Regions from separate parts of the Salmo salar genome. Here region 1 is linked to region 2. The links are chromatin contacts, called in public Hi-C maps. All regions are on one chromosome and are shown on one strand. The core of a region is the stretch at or near the end of the contact, and the rest is flanking DNA. Distances in the headings are between cores, read along the strand shown.

Region 1 (4,598 bases), core at 1,718-4,217, 130 kb after region 2:
GAAGAGCCCGGATCTCAATCCCATTGAGCATGTCTGGGACCTGTTGGATCAGAGGGTGAGGACTAGGGCCATTCCCTCCAGAAATGTCCGGGAACTTGCAGGTGCCTTGGTGGAAGAGTGGGGTAACATCTCACAGCAAGAACTGGCAAATGTGGTGCAGTCCATGAGGAGGAGATGCACTGCAGTACTTAATGCAGCTGGTGGCCACACCAGATACTGACTGTTACTTTTGATTTACGCTTTACATTAGCATGGGTGTATTTCTTGACCAGTTAAAGGGATAGTTCACCAAAATTACAATGGCATTGGTTTCCTTACACTGTAAGCAGTCTATGTACAAGGTATGACAACAACATGCTTTGGTTTAGGGACACATTATTTACATTACATTTGTTCAGGGACACATTATTCCATTTCTGTTAGTCACATGTCTGTGGAACTTGTTCAGTTTGTCTGTTGAATCTTATGTTCATAAAAAACGTGTAAATATAAGTTTGCTGAAAATAAACTCAGTTGACAGTGAGAGGATGTTTCTTTTGTTGCTGAGTTTACATTTATTTTCATATTTGTACTTAAACTTCTTCAAAAGTGACTACCTCAGCAATTTATTTAAAAAAAATACCAGAAAGGTGAGATTTGAACCTTTCTTAGAGTATGCAGCATTACTAGTTATTGTTTATGGCCCTCATGATAAATAATTCCCTTTGGGGATTATGTAGATTACATTTTCGGTTACATTTAACTGGTTTAAGATATAAGGGGGACCATAGCTATATAGTTCTATATTAGACCCTATAATTACAATTCTATGCATTTATAAAATTGTATACATTTACATTTTTGTCATTTAGCAGACGCTCTTATCCAGAGCGACTTACAGTAGTGAATGCATACATTTCATACAATTTCATAATTTTTTTGCTGGCCCCCCGTGGGAATCGAACCCACAACCCTGGTGTTGCAAACACCACGCTCTACCAACTGAGCTACAGGGAAGGCTATATATGTATACCATTTGAGGTTCTTGATCAACTGCAATTAATTACTTGGAAAAAGTCCCTGAAAGTCCTTGAATTTGACTTGCCAGTGTCTGTATAAACCCTGTTTAAAGGTTGTATAGAACTAGACCTAGGCTGTTGTATAGGTGGAGTTATGGGCCAATTTGCGCATATTCACTTTCATTCCTCTAAGTACACATGTAGAACTTCATGAAAATCCTTGTTGTTATTATTGTTTCAAACCATTTTGAAATGTTGATCCCAATGTCACACTGTTTATAGAAAGACCAACATTAGTTCCTACACAGTGTTTTAAGAATGTGCAAAGCGATCATATCTGCGACGTTATCTAGCGTAAAGTTAATGTGTTCTTTCTGTCTAACACAGAGGGTGAAGACATCATGGATGACGACATGGATGAGGAGAATGTTCCAGCAGCCTTACCCACCGTGCCTCAACAAGCCATGCAACCCGAGTTGTACAAGACTGTGACCCCCACTTCCATAACCCCCACCACCTCCATCCTCACCCAACACATCTCCAGCCAACACAAGGCCCAAACGTACCCCCACCCGCTGTCAGCCCTGGCTGTCTCGGCTACATTCTCAACCACAGCATCCAACATCACCACCACCCCTATCCAGGCCCTCCTATCGTCTCACACACACATCGTAACCTCCCCTAGCACCCTCTTCCCCGCTCACACACACGTAGTGACCGCCCACGCTCATACTCACATGGTAAAGGCCCCCAGCCTCCAGCCCACAGTCATTGCCCACGCCTCTGCTTCCCACGCCTCTGTCATCCAGGCCGTCAACCACGTCATCCAGGCTTCATCTGGAGGAGCCAAGCACATCACCCATCTAGCTCCCTCCTCCTCAGCCCCCATGCAGCTGGCCCCAGGGCACCACCACCAGCCCATCGGAGACATCCCCATCCACCCTGTTACCCACCTGGGCCAGCACCATCTACCCACCATCTACCCCCAGTCTGTGGCTGTCACCCAGCCAGCCATGGTGGGCCACATCACCCATACTCTCGCCCAGGTCAATGGTACTGCCCCCAGCCAGGGCACAACCACCATCATGGGAAAGCAGACGGCAGTTGGTGCCCAGGTGGTGACACATCACCAACAGCTGCTGAACCCTGTAACTATGGTGACCATGCCTTCATTCCCCGTTAGCACTCTGAAGCTAGCCTGATCTCTGACGCTAGCCTGAGAACCAAGTTACATGAACTGGCCACACCCACCCTGAGGTGGCCAGAGTCAGGCTGAAGTCGGAGACAGACCTCCAGATCTGGAGACCATCGGCCTCAGAGCAGACCAGCCGGACAGGAACCAGCCCAGACTCAGAGCCCAGGGCGACTGAAGCAGGCCCAGAGTGAGGCAGGCACCAGGACTACTGTACTGACAAACAAATGTAAACGTCTTCATACTGGACGCAAGTCCTCATATTCACTGATGATTCACAAACTGCATTATTAACTAACCTGATGCATTACGGCTGCCAATAAGAAGTAACTCAAAACATTCCAAAAAGAAACTATAAAAATTAATAAAAAATATATATATATATGTATAATGGTTATGAGGTGAAAGACAGCCAATGTTGTTGGGCTGAGTATGATGTCCAGGATGGTAATGTTGATGGAGTGTGATGTTATTGTATAGGATGCAGTGGAGAGAATCACATGGAGAGGTTCTCTGTCTGGCCCTCCTCCTGGTTCACGTTTCCAGAAGCAAAACAGTAGCTAATAGTGAGAGAAGGACGTCATCCAATGTCAAGGCAGTCAGACCTGCATATTTTCATTCAAGACCGGTTTTTATATTTCTGGTACAGGGTCATGTATTCCACAGCCAAGAGTATTTACAAACCACACTACTAATGACTGGTGGTGCCACTATTTGCTATTATGAAAGCACCAAGGTTTTCGATTTAACTGAAGTCTACCACTGCTATCAGAGGCCAGGGCCTATATTCACAAATCACCTGAGTAGTTGTGCTGATCCAGGATCTGCCCGTATAATCTTATTCATTATGATTTTAGTCTAAACTGATACTAGATAAGCACTCCTACTCTGAGACACTTTGTGGATACGGGCCTTGATGCGACCAGAAGGCAAAGCGTCCAATTTCAGACCGCTGAATCGGGGTCAGAGAGACTGGCTCTCTGGCTGTGTGATTGGTAGGTGTTGGCACGTCAGCATGGGATCAGTGTGTGTGTGTGTGTGTGTGTGTGTGTGTGTGTGTGTGCACATGCACTAACAACTAAGCGCCATAAAGGAGCACATTGAGGACATGATTGCTGGGACCTCCCCTTCCCACTACCCAGGCACATGGCTGTGAAGTGAAACCTAAAACACGGCCTGGCCATTCTTCTCCCACTGCAGCGCTGTCATATTACTGCATGTTCCACAGGCTTCCCCTGGTGGTGGTAAACCACAACTGCATGTAAAATGATTGAGTGTACTAGTTTGTAATAACATATATTCAGTGTGTGTGGCCCAAGCAGGAATCAAACCCAAATGTTGGCATTACCAGTTCCACCATGCACATCTGAACCAGGTGATGTAAAGTATAACTGTGAGGACTTTTCCCAAAACTGAACCACTCAGTTTAACACAGGAGTAAAACTACAATACTCAAGTGGCTACATATTACCGCGATTTATATATATATTTTTTACTAATGGCAGAGCAGGAGCCATAGCAGGCACAATCACTGTAAATTGCTCCTGGAGTATCTATGTATGTGTAATAAAGTAGCTATATAGTGAGGCATATCTTGTTTGTGTTGCAGCAGTGATCTTGTTAAATAAGGCCTTCGGCAGTGTCATGGTAGAGCATTGAAGTGAATGTGGCAGTTTGGGGTTAAACGGCATGGTCGGGCAGTCACGCCATTTTATCCTCTTTTTTTCCACCACCCATATGAATTATCTGGTATATCAACTCTATCTAGATTCTCATGTTAGCCGTCCACTGCACTATTACACGACCTGTGTAGCTGAGATTCAACTTTTAACTTCTAGCACTTTGATATGCTACTTAATAACCCCAATTAAAGCAAAACTGGTTTACAACTGTACATAGCACTCGCAAAAACAGCACCTGACTGTGTCCCTCTTCACTTAATCTGAATGAATGTTCTTATGTGTGTGTCTGTCTTTGGGAGGAAGAATGGACATGGTAGTCACAACATTTTTTAAAAAGTGTGGAATGGAACAGTATGTATGTACACATTCAATAATGGATTTAGTGTATTTTAAAGATTTGCCTGTTTTTGCATGTAGATTGGTGATTTTGGTTCATATGTAGATTTCTATGCCAGCTGTTTTCTGTGACCATGTACAGTACTGTATACCGCGGGAGAGCTTTCAGAGTTCTTTCCACAACGTTTGTTTTCCCTATGGAGAAAGTGGAAGTTCTATATTGCCTGTACATTTTGGGCTACGTTTAGATCTAATTGTCCATTATGTAAAAAGAGAAATCATTTAAATGCATAAGTGGAAAATGCTTAAGATACTTAATAAATCTTATTACATTTATAACTTCTTGCTTTGGTCAATTTATTTGATCTACATTTTTAGGGTGTGTGTAGG
Region 2 (4,949 bases), core at 2,149-4,648:
AACAGTGTGACACGAACCCATGCACATGTGCTGATATAGTGTATTGGCGCGAAGTCTTGGATCTCGCTCATCGCATTATCTGCGGTGCTGCTCGTGGCAACGTCATTTCACTGAGTCTACCTTTAAGCCATGTCTGTTTTTATAGAAAATTTGAGTGGAAAATATGTATAAATAAAGCTGTCTTTGGGTTTTAGACAGGTCCTTGATCAATGTTGATGGAAATGCAGATATGAAACGTCCAACTATGGCTTGAGCAGTAGACTCTATAGCTCTCTTATATTAGATGTGTCCAGTCTTCTATTTTTCCACTTTTAAAGAATATGTGCATGTATGTTTGTGTACTCTGAGAGAAGGAATAAGATATGGCCATGGTGTGCAACAGTTCTGCTGCTTCATAGTGGAAAGGCTAGGTTGGGTAAGCCACGACCTTCCAAATGTTTTATTTTTTATACACAAAGGCTGTGTTGACACAGGAAGGCCAATTCAGGTATTTTGCCCAATTATTTGGTGGCTCCCGAGTGGCGCAGCGGTCTTAGGCACTGCAGTCTCTGGTTCGAATCCAGGCTGCTTCACATCCGGCCGTGATTAGGAGTCCCATAGGGCGGTGCACAATTGGCCCAGCGTCATCCGGGTTTGGCCAGGGTAGGCTGTCATTGTAAATAAGAATTTGTTCTTAACTGACTTGCATAGTTAAATAAAGGTTACATTTAAATTCACAAAAGATCTGATTGGTCAAAAGACCAATTAGTGGCAAGAAGATCAGAATTGGGCTGCCTGTGTAAACGCAGCCATCGTAAAATCATGGGACGGCTAATATAAACTTTTATTCTCATGTAACATTCTTGGCCAGCGACGTTGTAAATCTGCTCATATGAAGTGATTATGTGAGAAACTTCACCCTATCATTTGATAGAATAGACAGACTAAACACAGCACCACCAAAAGTGGGTTGAGTAAGGCTGTGTTGAGTAAGGCTGTTTGTCTTGCAGCACTTCAAAATAATAAGATCCAGCATGTTCTATATTGCTTTAGTCACATAAATTTTTACAGCGCAACAATTTTTAAAGGACATTTGCAAGGGAGGGTTGGTCACATTGCATGTACACAAGCGCACACACACTTCAATATACCAAAAAAGACTGATAGAGGTGTGTGTGCGCTTGTGTACATGCAATGTGACCAACCCTCCCTTGCAAATGTCTTTCTAAAAATTGTTGCGCTGTCTAAATGTATGTGACTTAAGCAATATAGAAGTTGCTGGAACTTATTATTTTGAATTGCTGCACTTGTGTTGCTGCAAGACAAACAGCTGTCATTGTAAGTAAAAGGATGTCACCAAGAGAGGGGGAAAAAACACTTAATATAATTAATTTCTTGATTATTATGCTCCTGAAAAAAATTGTGGAACAATAATAGAACTTGGTATGTGATTTGTGCCTAATGTATGCTTCGAAATGGAACCAGGGTGTTAATTGGTTTTCTTGTCAGCCCTTCAAAGCTTGTTTTAAATGTTATTTTTATTTTATTTTGGTTTATTTTCATTTGTACTCATGTTTGTCATAGGGACATCACTGGTTTCCTTTTTAAAGTGTATCTGCATTTCCTTCCTCCCCTCAGGTTCAACTTCCTCCTTTATGAATGTCAGTCCTGTTTTGTAGTACCCTTAGTGGCCATTGGGCGGTGCACTAGAGTACTTCCTTTGGAACCATCAGAAACAAATGAAAAGGCTTTATTAATGTGAAAAATGTTTTTGTCCCATAAGGATGTTCAAAAGCATATGTCCAGGCTAGTGTGTAATTATTTCATATGTTTCTCATTCGATTGACTTTGAGGGAAGCAAAATAAACAAGTATTTGATGGAATTGATGACGACGTGAACCTGAAAAATTGCAAAGGCTGCTACTTGATGAACATTGGTGAACTTGTTGAAACCCTTAAGTCTATTGTTTGAGACTTAGACATTTCTGATAGAATAAACTCGTTGAGAGTGATCAAAAATACTTTTGTCTGCCTAGAGATCTATTTTTTTCCCCCCATGGATCATCAAATCATGGTGCTTCTATTCTATTTCATCACCAAGGCACTAATTCTTGTTGTTAAGCTGTAATTATGTTCTAATTGTATAGTAATATACCTCTTGATACATTCAAGTAATTGCATGAGAAAATGATTTGACTGTTCTTTAGATTCATTCAGTAGGGAGTGACAGACCTCCGGTTTATTTTATCAAAGCAAAGACAATGTATAATTTTGTCAATTTAACATTTTCAATTTCCAGATCATTCATATTACATATTGCTTCATCTTATGTAAACCCCTTGGTTTGTATGGATGGATGTCTTTAAATTCTGAATGTCTCCAAATGTAGATTACAAAACAAAACCTGAATGTTGAGTGAAATGTTTGTGCAAAATTACATTTTGGGAGTTTATAAGGTCATAAGGCATTGGAGAAGTCACCTGAACATTCAAAGCTCTTCAAATCACTCCCAGCACTTCATCGATGTCACACATAGGAGACTGTTATTAGGTACATTTACACACATGCATTTTGTGTTCTCCCCAATTTTAAACAAAAATGTGTATTTGTTGAGATGACACATCTATTTACCTAAACGTCACACAAGAAGCCACCAATAGATCTGTCTATTTACTACTTTAAAAAAAATAGAAGGCTCTGACCAAGATTTCATCGATGTACTGAGCTGGGTTGTCTGCCCTCTTGTCTAGTGGGGAGAAAGAGATCCTATGGGTCAAAGAGTACAAATCTGGTCTCTATGACCTCAGTGTAGATGGATGCCTAATGCACACTGATCAGCTTGCATTGTCTCTGTGTGGCACTCAAAATGAGGGTTTGTCTGTTTGAGGGTTTGTTCTTCTGTTTTCTCTTTTCTTGAACTGACAAGATTTATTCTGCACATTCTAGTGTTAAAGTCTGCTTCCCTTGCTGTGTGGTATACCTATCTGTTGCTCTTTACAAAATAACAATCTAATTATTTTTGGTCGGAGTATGCTTTTGTATTAAAATTAATAAAGAAAACTAGCAAATAACATTTGGCTTGGATTTTTAATAACTACTCATTTACATATAAGATTGAGAGGATGTTATCTGCTCTAATCAAACTTTGATTAAATGTATGAAATTATTCCAAACTATCCGGCTTGTTGGACATGCAATTAGATGCAATGATATTATCATGCATTTCAAGTGTAAAGACTGGATGTTTATTTTTGGTATCCTACTAGTCACACAAATATTGTAGTACAGAATTCATAGAACTATGTCCCGTCATCAATAGAGATCAAGTTCTGATAACATTCTGGAATCTGAATATCCACTGTAAACATGCGTGAATGACACCATCGGCAGAGGCGGGGTAATGATGTGTAGTCAAAAATAGTGAATGTTTATAGCTACTTGTTAAGTAAAATTAGAGTAGGTTATCAGTGGGTGTTTGCAAGAATCTATTTGTTTTAAGTAGGGCTGTGATCAAGGACGTGCGCGCGCGTCGCTGTCAGTTTGCGAACGCAAGCGCGTCCCCGACTGAAGGCGAATACAGCACGAAAAAACAAGGATTGCTAGAGAGAAAAGTCGGCATACTCTAACCTCGAGATCAGAAGTCCCTTGTTTGGAACGAAAAACACGTCCTCTTGGCTTGTATAACTGTCCGAACTGGCGAAGGATATTCAGGAAAAAGTATAGGGTAAGTTGTTTTGCATCAGATATTGAGTATCGAAGAAACGCTAAGTGGGGAGAAGGACGATGTGGCTGTAATTTTTGCGCCTCCTTTCTATGTCTCAAAATGGCGGACAGGCCGCTTGGAGCAGCAGGTAGCTGGCCATCGGAGTTGTAAATGTCTGTGCTAACCAACTAGTGGCACTGGTCGATTTGCTTTTAAGTAACTGTTAACCTGATTTTAAGTTACTATTTGATGAGGACTTGCACCTATTCAAGTGTTATTGATCAAATTGATTCGATAATTTGATATCAACTTTCTAGCTTGCCAGCCAGCAGGTAACTAGCTAACGTTAATCAGTGGAAATCATTTTGACGTTAGCTAGTTAGGCTAACCGGCTGGCTAGCCAAACTCATCAATTATGTGTGTAGGTCGCGAGTTGCCTCGCATCAAGTCTGTGCATAAACATTTATCGTTGTAACTATATCTAGTTAATTAACTTTTTTAACTTTTATATTTGGAGTGCATTGCTAATTGCTTCATTCAATTGAATCCATTGCTTTTTCAACTCGCATTTAAATTGCTAGGCTAGCTAGCGTGCGCACTCTAGGCTGGTCAACGTTGCGTTCGCCTCGCGATCATATGTAGGTCATGATTTGAGTGACAGTTATTTCACATACCAGCTAATGTGTTGTATTGTCGAGCATATCTACTTGGAATACGAGTATGTAATTGAACAAGCTAGATAACTTTAGCTAGGTAATGTTACCCACGATTTATAGAATGTTCAATAATGGAAAAGGGCGTATCAGTTGTATCATTATTTTGAAAGCTATTTAGGAGGTAGGCAGCTACGTGTAAATATATTATTTAGCTAGTATCGGCCGATTGTCATGTTAAACATTAGATGTGGTCTGACATTTTGACACCTTTGTTTTAGCGCAGCTAGTTACCAAATTAGTTGTGTGTTTCCTGTAGCCACTGGCTACGCTACTCCCTCCATCCATCACGTTACATCCAGTGAGCTGGACAACTTTGATCGTTTTGTGATCTGTCATCAAGGCTCTAGACCGGTAACGTAAATCATTATCATTACAGTTGGCCCTGTTTTACGAATGATCTAAGTTGAATGAATTCATGCAGTTTATAGAAATAAGTGTAGAACACGTCGGTGGAAAAAACAAGAGTTGCAGGAAAACTACAATTTGCCTTGACCAATAGCTTCAGCTTGAAACCTATGCCATCTTACTTTTTTATATTTTATTTTGCGATT

Evidence for each region. A called contact is a pair of places that touch in the nucleus more often than the background predicts.
Region 1: a Hi-C map of gill shows a contact between it and region 2, with 4 times the contacts expected there. The contact joins the enhancer-like site here to the promoter of LOC106581047 in region 2. A contact is called at or near these places in 2 of 3 Hi-C or Micro-C datasets (gill and muscle).

Annotation. Positions count from the first base shown.
Region 1 is chrssa20:62,672,019-62,676,616 of Ssal_v3.1, forward strand. It overlaps LOC106581049 (max-binding protein MNT-like), which reads left to right. Exons shown (of 15, transcript XM_014162740.2): 15 at 1,386-4,547. The coding sequence ends at 2,200. Among protein-coding and RNA genes, the nearest start is that of LOC106581049, 60 kb to the left of the region's middle. Within about 2 kb of position 2,968, at least 9 of the 13 cell types and tissues checked have an H3K27ac peak or open chromatin away from gene starts, as enhancers often do. A contact at or near this core is called in gill, where this site is marked.
Region 2 is chrssa20:62,545,811-62,550,759 of Ssal_v3.1, forward strand. LOC106581047 (lissencephaly-1 homolog A-like) reads left to right here and starts at 3,399. Exons shown (of 11, transcript XM_014162730.2): 1 at 3,399-3,703. cluha (clustered mitochondria (cluA/CLU1) homolog a) reads left to right here. Exons shown (of 27, transcript XM_014162727.2): 27 at 1-2,000.